2 separate regions of the Pan troglodytes genome follow, and region 2 is linked to region 1. A link is a contact called in public HiChIP or PLAC-seq data. All regions are on one chromosome and are shown on one strand. Each heading gives the region's core, a stretch centred on a gene start, on an enhancer-like site or on the middle of the called end of the contact. The rest is flanking DNA. Distances are from core to core; before and after follow the strand shown. Region 1 holds the start of CABLES2 (Cdk5 and Abl enzyme substrate 2). Region 2 holds the start of OGFR (opioid growth factor receptor).

Evidence for each region. HiChIP or PLAC-seq counts read pairs in DNA pulled down with a chosen protein or histone mark.
Region 2: an H3K4me3 HiChIP or PLAC-seq map of stem cell-derived excitatory neurons shows a contact between it and region 1, with 9 times the contacts expected there. The contact joins the promoter of OGFR here to the promoter of CABLES2 in region 1. A contact is called at or near these places in 1 of 7 Hi-C or Micro-C datasets (induced pluripotent stem cells) and 1 of 1 datasets of contacts at active chromatin or transcription factors (stem cell-derived excitatory neurons).

The regions. Positions count from the first base shown.
Region 1 is chr21:68,719,902-68,726,173 of NHGRI_mPanTro3-v2.0_pri, forward strand. It overlaps CABLES2 (Cdk5 and Abl enzyme substrate 2), which reads right to left and starts at 1,717. Exons shown (of 10, transcript XM_024352053.3): 1 at 1,318-1,717. The coding sequence starts at 1,688. It overlaps RBBP8NL (RBBP8 N-terminal like), which reads right to left. Exons shown (of 15, transcript NM_001280338.1): 15 at 4,643-5,402. The coding sequence ends at 5,284.
Region 2 is chr21:69,126,974-69,133,613 of NHGRI_mPanTro3-v2.0_pri, forward strand. OGFR (opioid growth factor receptor) reads left to right here and starts at 1,477. Exons shown (of 7, transcript XM_016938265.4): 1 at 1,477-1,749; 2 at 4,223-4,291; 3 at 4,926-5,004; 4 at 6,260-6,338. The coding sequence starts at 1,582. LOC104003646 (a long non-coding RNA gene) reads right to left here and starts at 2,296. Exons shown (of 3, transcript XR_676346.5): 1 at 2,177-2,296.

The sequences.
Region 1 (6,272 bases), core at 467-2,966:
GAGGAACCCAATGCCTCCACCTGCCCGAAGGCCAGGGGCGTGGGGCAACTCTGATGACCTCCAGGTAAGCAAGGAGCACGTGCCAGCCTTGACCCAAGAGCTCTGTGTTGGCCCCTTCGCTGCACACCTGCAGGGGCTGCCTCTGGGAACAGCCGCCCAGCAGGCACTTGGACCTGTGGACAGTGGCTCCCTTTGAGAAGGAACCGCAACAAGCAGCCAGTCCTGGGCCCAGAGCCCACAGTCACTCCTGGAGGTGAGGGCTGTGGGAGGCAGGGTCACCCAGGGCCTGTGGTCTCTGGGAGAAGGACACAGGGTGTCGGGCAGCCAGGGGCCATCTGGGCAGGGGGCACACGCTGGACAGGCAGGGCTCATGGTTGGGGTTGCCCTGGGATGGGCTGAGGTGGTTCCCAGAAATGGAATCAAGGCAGGGGGACCAATGGAGACCCAGGGTGTGACAGGCCCAAAGATACCGAGCTGAGAGTGATGTGGGGAAGGGCGGGGCTCAGCAGGGAAGTGACAGGGAGAGGAGGGGTGCCAGAGACCAGTGGCTGTGGGATGGGAGATGTGGCTGTGCAGGGGCCTCTGGGAACAGGTGTCAGTGACAGTGCCAGGAGGACCCCGGCCCACATGCTGGGTCTGAGGAGGTGGGCATGGAGGGTGTGGCCCGGTTCAAAGAATGTGAGGAGATGCACAGGGCTGTCCGTGTGTCCCTGTGTCCCGGGCACTGATACCAGTGGATGGGGGTGGGGGCATGTCCAGAACCCACAGGGCTGGGGGTCTCAGGGGTAATAAGGGCTGAGTGAACCCTAAAACCCATTTCAGAGCACTGACAACGTGGAGATCCAGACCCCGTATTCAGGGGCTGGGAGAATTCAGGGGACAATGAACCCTACGTGTGGGGGGTGACAGGGCCTGAGGAAACCCTCAGCGAGCCCAGGAACCCCCAGTTCTGTATCCAGGACTGACAAGGTCCCAGGTGAACCCAACCTCTGTGTCCTGGGCTGATGAGGGCCCAGGTCACCTGACCCCTTTGTCCTGGCCTGATGAGGCCCCAGACTGACCCTGACCCCTGTGTCCTGGGTTGATAGGGGCTCAGGTCACCTGAACCTCTGTCCAGGGCTGACAAGGCTCCAGGTGAACCCAACCCCTTTGTCCTGGCCTCTGTCCAGGGCTGACAAGGCCCCAGGTCACCTGACCCCCTTGTCCTGGGATGATGAGGCCCCAAGTAATCCTGACCCCTAGTCCTGGGCTGATCCGGCCCCCGTCCCCGTCCCTGTACCCCGCGTCCTGGGCTGACCTGGCCGGGCCCCCACTCACCTCTGGCGCTGCCCATCCAGGCCGAGGCCGGTGGGCACCTGCGTGGGGCTGAGCAGGCCCTGGGGCGCGGGGGTCCTGGCGGGCAGCCCGGGCAGGCCGGTGGGGGGCTCCGGCGGCGGCGGCGCTGGCGGTTCGCGGGCCTCGGCGGGCGGCGGCGGGGGCTTCTCTCCGCCCGGGCCCAGGCTCGGGGGCCGCCCGTCCAGGGAGATGTTGTTGAGGAAGAAAAGCGCGGCCTGGCGGCGCCGCGAGTCCCCGCGCCTCCGCAGCGCCTGCGGCGGGGCCCGAGCGGCCGAGGTCGGCGCGGCGGGCGGCGGGGGCCCGGCGGAGCCAGGGGCCGGGCCCGGGGCTCCACTGGCCGCGGCCGCGGCCATCCTCAGACTGCGCCCGCCGCCGCGAAGCGCCCCGCCCCCTGCCCGCGCGCCCGCGCGCCCGCCGCCCATTGGCCGCGGCGCGCCCACATGCAAATATCTCGCCGTCGCGCTCTCCCATTGGCCAGCGAGGTGCCGCGCTCAGGGCGCTCCCCTGGGTCCTAGAGGCCGTCGGGCGCAGCAGCAGGGAGTCGGGAGCTGCGCGCCTCCCCGCCGGTTCGAGTCCCCGTCTTGGGACCTGCGGCCGCGGGGCTCCCGCTTTCTGTTCCCTTTGCTGTATGGCGGCCTTCGCGGATGGCCTCCATCGAGCGCGCATTTTAAGGCTCCGGACCCAGGGCGGCGTGGGTGAGGCCCCAGCACACTTCCCTGTCCGGAGGTGTGTCTGGGCGGCGCTTCAGCGGGCGCAGGGCGGCCCCTGGAGGAGCCCCACCGCTTCCCGGAAGGGCCCGCGTGCCATCTGGCCTCCTTCATTGACAGAAGGGACCGAGGGTCTGAGTGGAGAAGGCACCTGCTTGGGATCAAAGCCCCGGGCAGAGTCCTGCACTTCCTGCAGTAGCAAAGTGACCTTGAGCCTGCCTTGTGCCCAGGCCTGTTTCCTCTCTGTGCCCGGGTGCCCCTGACTTCAGAACCTGTGAGCCGGTGGCACCGGGATGGTCAGGGCCTGCCTCTGGAGCCCGGGAGCCTGTCTGCAGTCTGGAGGGGAACCCGCTGTATCTTTGTGGAGGGACTCAGGACCTTGCACCCGCCTCCGTGCCACCTGCCTGCTCTGTCCAGCTTTCTTTCATGGGTTTACGTATCTTTAAAGAGGGGACAATGATTTCAGCCTCAGGGTACTGTCAGGATGAAACTGGCTCAGTGAGGGGGTCGGGCTGTGGCTGGAGGCCAGGCACATGCAATGGTCAGCCCGCGAATGCGCTGCAGTACCCCGCACCTGCCCGCATGCACCCAGCCTCTCCTGTGCTGGGTGCTGGGGACCCGGTGGGACCGACAGGCACAGCGCTGGCCCTAGGAGCACCTGGTGTGTGGGGAGGCAGCATGATGGCCAACAAGGCAGTGGGCGAGTGGGCAAGACAGGGTCTTCATCACCACCCCTAGCATGGGCCCCTGCCCTTCAGGCCCCTACCCACCTCCTGCCTGCCTGCTCCCTCCCGTGGGCCTTCACGGGCCACCACTGGGGCTCACGCAGCATGCAGCACCTCCATTTCCTTTCCCTCCGCCCTTCCAAGTTGGCCTCCAAGGCCTCTGCCAGGCCTAGGGGAAGATGGGCAGCTGTCCTGTCTAGGAGAATGCGGGGCTGGGTGGCACAGCAGAGGGGTGGCTGCGGATTCTGGATCCACAGAATGGGGTGCTGACTTGTGTGCCTGGGGGCTCCCGTGAGCAGGGAGTGAGTGTGTCCAGCGCTGTAGGGTGCTGAGGCTGGGGCAGGCACACAGTGGGCCCTCCATCCCTGCTGGCTATCACCAGGAGGAGGGGCCTGACAGGGGAGGGTGGGCCATACACCAGCAGCTTGCAGAGAATCTGGTGTCAGATGAGAACGGAAAGGGGCGAGTGAGGGTGGAGGGCAGGAGGCAGGAGGCAGCTGTCCGTGCTGGCTGCAGCGCCAGGCCCTGGCGATCGGCTGTGCAGTAGGGGGGGCCCCTAGCCAGTTCTTCTTTGCTGGCGCTAAGCTAGACTTTGAGGGACAAGGAGGAATGCTGAGGAAGGAACAGGGTCTCTTCCTGGGTCTGGTGAACCCCCTTGCTAGGCTCCCGCTGCCAGTCTTCTCCCCTCCCCAGGGTGTCGATGGGTGGCCAAAAGCCAACCTGGCCTGCAGGCGGTGTGTAGGGAACACATGGCTTTTGTTTCGTGTGATTCTGGAGAAATTAAAGCAACCTTTAACACACCTGGACTTCCCTCTTGGGAGTTCAGTCCCTCTGGCCTCTCAGGACAACAGGCAGACATGTCACAGGCTGCAGGTGGGAGGCAGTGCCCCCTGAGTCAGGCCCGTACCCCAGTCTGGCCCAGGCCTCACCCAGCCCAGTCGTTGGCCCGTGTCCTGCCATCCCTGTGATGCGTGGTTTTAAATGCCCAGCTCACCTTGGTGCTTTGGCTGCAGAGGGCCCTGCTCATGAGTTTCGCTCCTTATTTTCTTTGGCTCTCACCCTGAACTCTGAGCAGGTGTCAAGCGCAGGGCTCTGTCTGGATGCTCCTGACTGCAGGCCTGGCCCTTGGGCTGACTTCTTAGTTTCCTCCTTGCCCTGGCACCCCTCCGTGGCCCCCACCTTTCCTTTCTGCCTGATCCTTGTCCATTTTTCTAGAGTTGGGGTCTCAGCAAACTTCCCAGAACATCCTAGCTCCTTGCCTACTTGGCACACTCCTGTTCATCCCTCAGAACCCAAATTCGGGTTGCAGGTGCCACCTGCCTTGACCTCCCAGGGACACCTGCTCTCCTCCCCGTCCCCCAACACTGGCCATGACTTGGTGCCATTGCTCCTTTGCCCACCACTCCCTGATGCCCAGCAGAGGTGTCAGTGCCCAGTGTCTCTGCCCTGTAAGGGGCAGTTCTCAAACTTCACATTTAGGAGAATTACCTCTGGGAGCTTCTTAAAACACAGACTCCAGGCCCACCTCTAAAGTCCTGGTTCAGTGAATCCGGGGTTGGGCCCAAGAATCTGTTTCTTAAGCTCCTCCCACAAAGCTGGGAGGGACTGATACTCATCCTCCCCCGAGGAGCAGACAGCCTTGAGTGCTCCCGGTGGAGTCCTGGCGAGCTGCCCTGTGGCTGCCAGGCCAGGGACTAGTGAGGAGGGGCAGGTGCACACGGCCACCGCTGTTGCCAGGCACTTCCCCGAGGGTGCCCTGGTCCCTTCCCACTGCAGACTCTGCAGAGGAGCTGGTTTTATTCTGCCCTCCCGCAAGGGGGTGACCTCCAGTCCCTGGCACAGTCAGTGGTGTCCTGGGGCCCTGCCAGACACATGCACGGTTCTTCAAGTGTTTATTCTCCGTCACTCAGGGGACCCGGTCTGCGAGGGTGCTGCCGCCCACCGTCTCCCTCCACCCTCACTGCCAGACATCTGTTTGCTGTCAGCCCACGAGGGGGCGTCCAAGATTGTGCTTGGAGTTTGGCGGGCAGGGGTGGGGGTCCGAGTGGTCCGTTGCCTCCCAGAGCGTGGGCACTGCCTGGGAACGGCTGCAGTGCACAGCAGGGGTAGGGCTGGGCTGGAGCCTGAGTGATCCCGCCTGCAGTCCCCACACCCCTCAGGGAGCAGGTGCTGGGCTGTGGGATGGGCCGCAGAGCATTTCCCAGGTGGGCCGAGACGGGGTGAATCGCCAGCCTGAGACCCCTCTTGGTCCTCCAGCCCCTCTTGAAGTGGGCCAGGATGTGCCCGTCACCGGCTCTTCGGGGCTGCCTGCTGGTTGGGTGGTGTGCCCTCTCCAGGCTGTGGTGAGCAGGCAGAGAGCTGCCCTGGGCTCACTGTGGGTTCAGCTGAGACTGGCTAGGTCTTTTCCCAGGGTTCTGTGCAGGGCTGCCTGCTGGTTGGATGGTGTGCCCTCTCCAGGCCCTGGTGGGCAGGTGGAGGGCTGCCCCGGGCTCGCTGTGGACCCTGGTGCAGGCTGGCTAGGTCTCCTCCCAGGGGCTGCTGTTGGGGGAGGGACTGTGGTCCTCGGTGTCCCTTGGGCTCCCGGGCCCCTCAGTGGCTGTCAGTTTCCTTCTCCCTCTGGACGGCTTTTTGGAGGCTATGGGAAGTGGCCGGAGGTCAGACCGGAGCTGTGTGCCTTCCTTTGAGGCAACACTGGCTCTCACCTAGGGCCTCCTGGGTCTCCTCTGGGCACGGGGAGCTGGGTGCTTGGGGAAGTTTGCTGGCCACCATTGTTCCTACAGAAACCGGTGCCCAGAGCAGGGATAGCCCGATCTGAGGGTGAACCCTGAGAATTGGGTGGAGGGTGGACACTCTCCCCATTGTGTGACCCCGAACACGGCGCTGACCCCAGTGGTCCCCTTCCTGCCTTGGAGGGAGCCAGGCCATACTGGCTGGCCTGACACTGGCTACGGGCCTCAGCAGGTCTGCCCCCGGGCTAGGGCCACATGGGAGGGGCACCTGGTCCCTGCGATGGTCCAGGGACGGGGATCCTGCCGAGATGCTGGGCTCAGGCCATCTCTGAGGCACAGCAAGCTCAGGCTCTGAGTTGAATGGGTCAGGTTTGAATCCTGACACAAGTCCCAGACCTGTGACCTTGGGCAAGTGACCTCTCCCCTCTCAGCCTCAATTTCTGCACCAGCCAAACGGTGATGATCCTACCTGCTGGGCAGGGTCGTAAGGCTCACAGGCAGCCACAGCTGCACCCACTCTTCTGGGGCACCAGGCACGAGGACGCTGGCTCTGGCGCTGAGCTGTGCTCATGCTGGGCAGGGACCTGCTCTCACTGACCGCCACAGCAGTTTCTCAGGAGCCCCTGCCAGCGTCCCTGGTCCCGGCTCAGGTAGGAGCACAAGGGGGTGCTGGCTCACAGACTGCACCCCCCGGGGCCATTTCCACCCACTCAGCAGGAAGTGCCTCAAATAAGGGGCGTGCTGGTCTCTACTGCTGCTCCGGGCAGACGCAGGCC
Region 2 (6,640 bases), core at 227-2,726, 410 kb after region 1:
GATCCCACCTGTAAATCATCTAACAAGGAGGTCAGGCAGCTCACTCAGGCTCCCCGGGAAACCTGCCCTGGCCACTGCCCTAAGTTGATTTACAGAAATGTCCAGCGCCCCAGAACTTCGGGGCATCACCACTGTCGTTTCAAGAAAGTGTGACGCATGTCCACAGGTTCCAGCCAGGTGAGACTGCACCTGCTAACAGTGGTCAACAGGTCAGCAAAGATTAGGGCCCAGCACCCAGAGGGTCCTTAACCTGTACTTGTGGCCAGGATTGGAAGACTTCCGTTCACGGCTGTCCCTGGCACACAGTACAAGGAATGTCACCAGTTCCCAGGCCCAGCAGGCCTGCAGGGCTAGGAGATGGCAGTGTCCCCTAGGGGCTGGGCTGGGGCCCGCTCCACCTTTCCACCACCATCATTACAGGGACAACTCTGCCAGGAGCTATCCTCATGGCCAAGTCCAAAATCCAGATTTAGTTTTACCTAAATGTTTTGAAATGAATTGGTATAGCAGTTACAGAAGAAATTTATCTGGAGTGGCCACTCCTGATTTTTATTTCAAGAGGTCACCAACCTTGCCATGTATCTGCCAGCAGATGTCAAAGGTGGATGAGCAAGGGACCCGCGGTGCTGGGAAATGGCACGTGAAAGTGACTTTGTGTTGCCCCATATCTGCCAGTGCTTAGAGAGAGGGCCCTGAGGAGGCACTGAACTGGCATCAGCTGTGTTGAACAGTCCCCAGGGTGACCCTCCCGGTGGCCCAGGCTTCGTGTGGTCCTCTCCCCTAAGTGCCTTCTTACAACTGAGAGATGGCAGCAAAGCTGAAGGAAGCCACGGCTTGCCCATGTCATCCTGGTTATATAAGACTCGGCACCCTAGAGAGAAAGACTCCCCTGGTGGCTTCGAAAAGAAAACGGCCGTGCTTTGCACTGCCTATGGAGGGACAGGGGTCCGCCAGCAGCTTCCAGGAGCTGAGTAAGGCCCCCAGCTCGCAGCAGAAGGACAGAGACCCCTACACACCCAGCTTAGGGAGAGAGGCCCCTGTGGACACGTGGCCCCTCCGGGGGTTATCCTCCAAGGGACATTCTTCTGATGGGGACATCCTCTGGGGGGATTTCTCTTGGGGGACAGAAATATTCCTGGAAGAGGGGATTCTCTGCGGGGCAGGCATCCTCCGGGGAGAGAATCCTGCTGGGAGGGCATCGTTGGAAGACATCCTTCCTAGGTACCCGGCTCATCTTCCGGGGACACCGTCCTCTGGGGGGCGGCCAGGCTTTGGGGACATTTTCGGGAGGGAGGATCTCCTAGGGCGGGCATCCTTGCGAGACGGGGTGGGGCGAATCCTCCCGGGTGGGCGTCGTGGGGTGGGGGTGGGCGTTCTGCGAGGGGCATCCTCCCGGGCGGACGTTGGGGGATTCTCGGGGGAGGGTGGGGCGCGGGGCGGGCGTCCCGGGGAGGGAGGGGCGTTGCGCGCGGACGCGGGCGGGGCCTGGGCCGCTCCGTCCCCTCCCCCCGCCCGCCCCCCGCGCTTCCTCTGCTTTCGGTTTCGCTTCCGCCTCCAGCGCGAGCCCCGCCGCCGCCGAGCATGGACGACCCCGACTGCGACTCCACCTGGGAGGAGGACGAGGAGGATGCGGAGGACGCGGAGGACGAGGACGGCGAGGCCGCCGGCGCGAGGGACGCGGACACAGGGGACGAGGACGAGGACGAGGAATCGGAGCAGCCGCGGGCGGCGCGGCCCAGCTCGCTCCAGGTGCGGCCCCGCGGCGCGGAAGAGGCCTGGGGTCCCCGGCGCCCCCCGCCCGGCTGCGTGGACGGGAGACCCCCCCCCCTCCCGGGCGGAGACACCTGGAGCCTCCTGGGGACCCCGCAGCCCCGGGGACCCCACCCCAGACCGGCCGACCCCCAGCCCCAGGGCCTGGCGGGGAAGTGCGGGGGCCGCGCGTGGGTGACAGCGGAGCTGAGCCTCCCGGGCCCCACCGTGTGTGGGCGCCGTTTCCCCCGGGGGTGCCTCGGGCGCGTCCCGCCCCCAGCCGCCGTGGCCGCCCCTGCTGGAACCCCTCCCGCCTCGGGCCCGCGCCTCGGCCTCCTGGCGGCCCCTGCGCAGGCCCCGCGGCCTGGGGCTGGGGCTGGGGCTGGGGCCCGGGCCGGGTCTGGCCTGGGAGGCTTCGCTTCTGCACCTGCGGGAGCCCGGGGCGGGCTGACGGGGCCTCCGCGTGTTACTTTTGTTACCGCCGGGCGCCTGTCATCGCCGGGGTTACTTTTGTTGCCGCGCTGGGAACGCCACACTGTCGCAGTCCGGCCCCCCGTCGGGGAGCTGGGATTTATCTGGGAGCGTCCTTCCAGCTGAGCTGCCCGGGTTGTGGAGGGCCGGGAAGTGCATGGAACTCGACGGCTCCGCATGGATTCTCCCCTTGGCACCCAGCACCGTTTGCGTTGGCGCCTGGCCATGGTGGAGCGGGCAGTGAGAGAGCACGGAGGGGCTCGGCCCTGTCGCCGGGAGGGCAGCGGCCAGGCAGGCTGGGCAGGGGGGTGGGGTCTGGCTCTGTCCCACAGGACGGTGTGACGCCTGGGTGGGCTCTTGACGGGCTTTCCTCACTGGAGTTCCTCAGGCCGCTCTCCTGAAGAGGTGCTCAGAGGCCCTGATCATCCTGCCAGGCGCCTGTGACCCCTGACCTCTTCCCTCTGCCTCCTGCTGTGGCTTCTGTCCACAAGCCCCTCCCCTTCCCCTTTGGACCCCTCAGGCCTCCCCAGCTGCCTGCGCTGGACCCTGGCGGGGCTGTTTCACTTTTTCCTGGGCAGTGTCATGTATGCACCTGTGGGCTGACTGGCCACATCCAGTCAGGACCCAGCCTCCAGAACTGACCCAGGGAGGCTCCTGCTGGCCCCAGGAAGGAGAAGTAGAAACTGATAACCAGGCGGAGCGAGAGAACCACACCAGCGGCCCTGTTGAGAAATCAGGCCGAGAGATCGGTGGCGGTGGCTCAGGCCTGTAATCCCAGCACTTTCGGAGGCCTGGGCAGTCGGATCACCAGAGGTCAGGAGTCCAAGATTAGCCTGGCCAACATGGTGAAACTGTTGTCTCTACTAAAAATACAACATTAGCCAGGCGTGATGGGCACCTGTAATCCCAGCTCCTCCAGAGATTGAAGCAGGAGAATCGCTTAAACCTGGGAGGTGGAGGTTGCAGTGAGTGGAGGTTGCAGTGAGTGGAGATTGCCTGGGAGGTGGAGATTGCATGAAGCTCCATCTCGAGGGGAAAAAAATAAGAAAGAAAAATCAGGCAGAGAGGCAACGCCAGGTCCCAGCTGGAGCTCAGCAGGGAGCCAGGGGATACAGTGGCTGACCGGGCCTCCCAACCCCCCTTCTAGCACTCCCCCAGGATCCTGGGTCCCAATTGTTGCCCTGGACAAATACGCCCATTCCTGCCCCACCCACCGAGCGAGGCCCAGCCCCAGGCCCCCTACCCTCATCACGAGGTCAGGGCTGTGTCCCAGCATCCTCATCACCAGGTACTTCCGGCCCTTTGCTCAGCCCCGTGATGCTTGGCCTGCAGAGATGGGGGCTGAAGGGCTTGGGGCATCAAGGGGACCTGACATCTTGCTGAGAAGCCATCACCAGACAGGGCTGGAGGCTGGAGACTCAGGGCCTGACCTCACCATGGCCAGTGAGGCGTGGGGTTGGGCAGGGAAGGGGCATTCATTCATTAGACCCTGCCAGAAGCACCTGGGTCCCCTTCTGGGGCTACAGGTGGTGAGGCCACTGCCCCCAAGAACACAGCCTGGTGACTTTAGTGTACAAAGCAGGGGGAGTCTCCAGGGGCACAGAACAGAGGCTAAAGCCAGGGTGGAGGTGGCCAGCAGGCCTAGGAGGAGGAGAGGGTCAGGGCCACACCCCAGGGGAGGTGCATGTCAGCCAGGGGCCACCCTAAGGTGGAAGCCAGGAGTCCCAAAGGGGCCTAGAGAAGGAGCAGGCCCCCACCTGGCTCCCGCAGCCCTCTCTGGTTCTGTGCAGGGTATTGGGATGCGTTACTGAGGCCCAAATCTGCCCCACTGGGAACCCCCAAAAAAGAGCCGGGGCAGGAGAATGAGAGGTAGGAGCCATGAAACCCCCACCCTTTAAAGACAGCTCTTTGGCAGCTGGCCCAGGCCCTGCAGCCCTCACCACGTTGGGGCTCACTTGGGGGTCTCCCATGGGCGTCCTAATCCCATCTCTTTTCTTCCCAGTCCAGAATGACAGGGTCCCGAAACTGGCGAGCCACGAGGGACATGTGTAGGTATCGGCACAACTATCCGGTACGTACCTGCCCCAGGACACACAACCCTCCCGCCAGCTGCTCTTCTCAGGCAGAATGTCCCAGGTTCTACTGGAAGGCCGGCCTGGCTTGCTGTGCCAGGGCCACAGTTCTGGGCAGGACCCTGCCTGGGGCACAGCCTGGTGTAGATTCAGAGCCCTGCCCTTCCCCTCTCCGGGAGACCGGGGGCATCCCCCTACTTTTCTGAGCTTCAGCACGCCGTCGCCTTGCAAACATGGCCATAGTGCCAGCCTTGTGATGCACACGTGTGGGGTCCGTGATACCGCCCACACGGCACCCCACCCCCATGCCAGCCCTGTCTCCTGCAGGTTGTCCTCAGCCATTACCCTCCACACCCCTGAATCACGGAAACCCCTGTGCTGACTTCAGGGTGCTGAGGAGGGGACCTGCCAGGCCTGGCCTGGCTGGCGAAATGGGGAAGGGGGGTCCCTGGGGCTTGGAGGCAGCTGCTGTCCTCTGAATGGCCCCCACCTGCAGAGTGAGGAGCCAGGCGGGCTCTTGGGGTATTGGGCCAGCCTGGAGGTTTGCAGATGCGCCTCCCCGAAGGGCACGGAGGGCCCCAGGGCAGCTTGTGTCTGATGGATCCTTGCTGTCCCCTTTCTCTGGCTCTTCAGGATCTGGTGGAACGAGACTGCAATGGGGACACGCCAAACCTGAGTTTCTACAGAAATGAGATCCGCTTCCTGCCCAACGGTAGGTGCCTCACAACCACTGGCAGCCGGCACTTCCATCCGTGCCTGGCAGGGGTGGTCCACTGGGGCCTGGTTTGGGATGTACCCGGCGATTACCAGGGCCACAGCTTTCAAATAGCCCCACAGTGCCCCCTGGAGGTGGCCAGAGGGACTCCAGGATCCCCAGCTTGGGATCTCCGCAGCGGTGTTTGGGTCGGGGTGGGCTATCTCTGTAGAGAGCCAGAGACTGAATATCTGCAGCTTTTCAGGCCATGCAGTCTCTATCAAAACTACTGAACTCCTCCACGACCTCATGAAAGCCACATGTAAACCAACGAGCTAAGGATAGCTTTTATATTTTTAAATGGTTGGAAAAAATTAAAGTAGAGGCCGGGCCTGGTGGCTCACGCTTGTAATCCCAGCACTTTGGGAGGCCAAGGCGGGTGGATCACAAAGTCAAGAGTTCGAGACCAGCCTGGCCAATATGGTGAAACCCTGTCTCTACTAAAAATACAAAAAAAATTAGCCAGGTGTGGTAGCGTGCGCCTGTAGTCCCAGCTACTCAGGAGGCTGAGGCAGGAGAATCGCTTGAACTTGGGAGGTGGAGGTTGCAGTGAGCCGAGATCACGCCACTGCCCTCCAGCCTGGGCAACAGAATGAGACTCTGTCTCAAAAAAAAAAAAAAAAAAAAAAAAAGAACAGTGTTCTATTACTTTGATATTATAAGAAATTAAAATTTCAGTGTCAATAAAGCTTCACGGGCACATGCCCACACCTGTTTATGCACGTGCCGGGCTGCAACGTGAAACAGAGACTGGGTGGCTGCACAAAACACTGTCAGGCCCCCATCTCAGGAGACTGTGCCTGCCACATCATGGGACTGGGTTCAGCTGGGGGCTGTGTTTGAGGACAGATTTCTGTGGCTGACGGGCCACGCTTTTGCAGGAGGCACTGAGGCCCCCTCCTGTACAGACAGGTCCTGGTCGAGGACCACTGGTTCCCCCAGAGGGACCTTCCGGGCTCTCACTGGGGTTTGCCGCCAGCCAGCAACAAGGGTCCAGGTCACAGATGGCAGCAGGGCAAGGGCTGTGCATCAGAGGAGGGATGGGCAGCCCCACTGAGCCTAGCACCCTGAAGAGCCTCAGGAGATGAGGGCGAGGAATAGCTTGGGGAAGCTGCTGGCAGCACTCTCTCCTTATGTCCCCCACCCACACCCCATCCTCCTGAGCACGGGCAGGGTGGCTGCCACAGCTGACTTGTCCCCATGGGGCTCCCAGGCTGTTTCATTGAGGACATTCTTCAGAACTGGACAGACAACTATGACCTCCTTGAGGACAATCACTCCTACATCCAGTGGTGAGCTGGGGAGGATGGGAGGATGGGGGGTTGGCGAGGCCACAGGGGGAGGGCCCTCCCAGGCAGGAGCCCTCCCCACGCTGCTTCCTGGCATGGACTGAGCACTCCCTGTCCTTCCTGGAAGCTGGTGTCCACGTTACACGGATGGACATTACTGGACATGCAAGGGCCGCTGAGGGAAGGCTCAGGTCTGTCCCCAATCTGTGGGCTCTTGGTGACCAGGGAGACAGGAAGGGCTGCACACAAGCTCCCTGAAACAGAAGAGGGGGCAGGCACTACCTGCCAGAGGGGCAGCCTTAGTG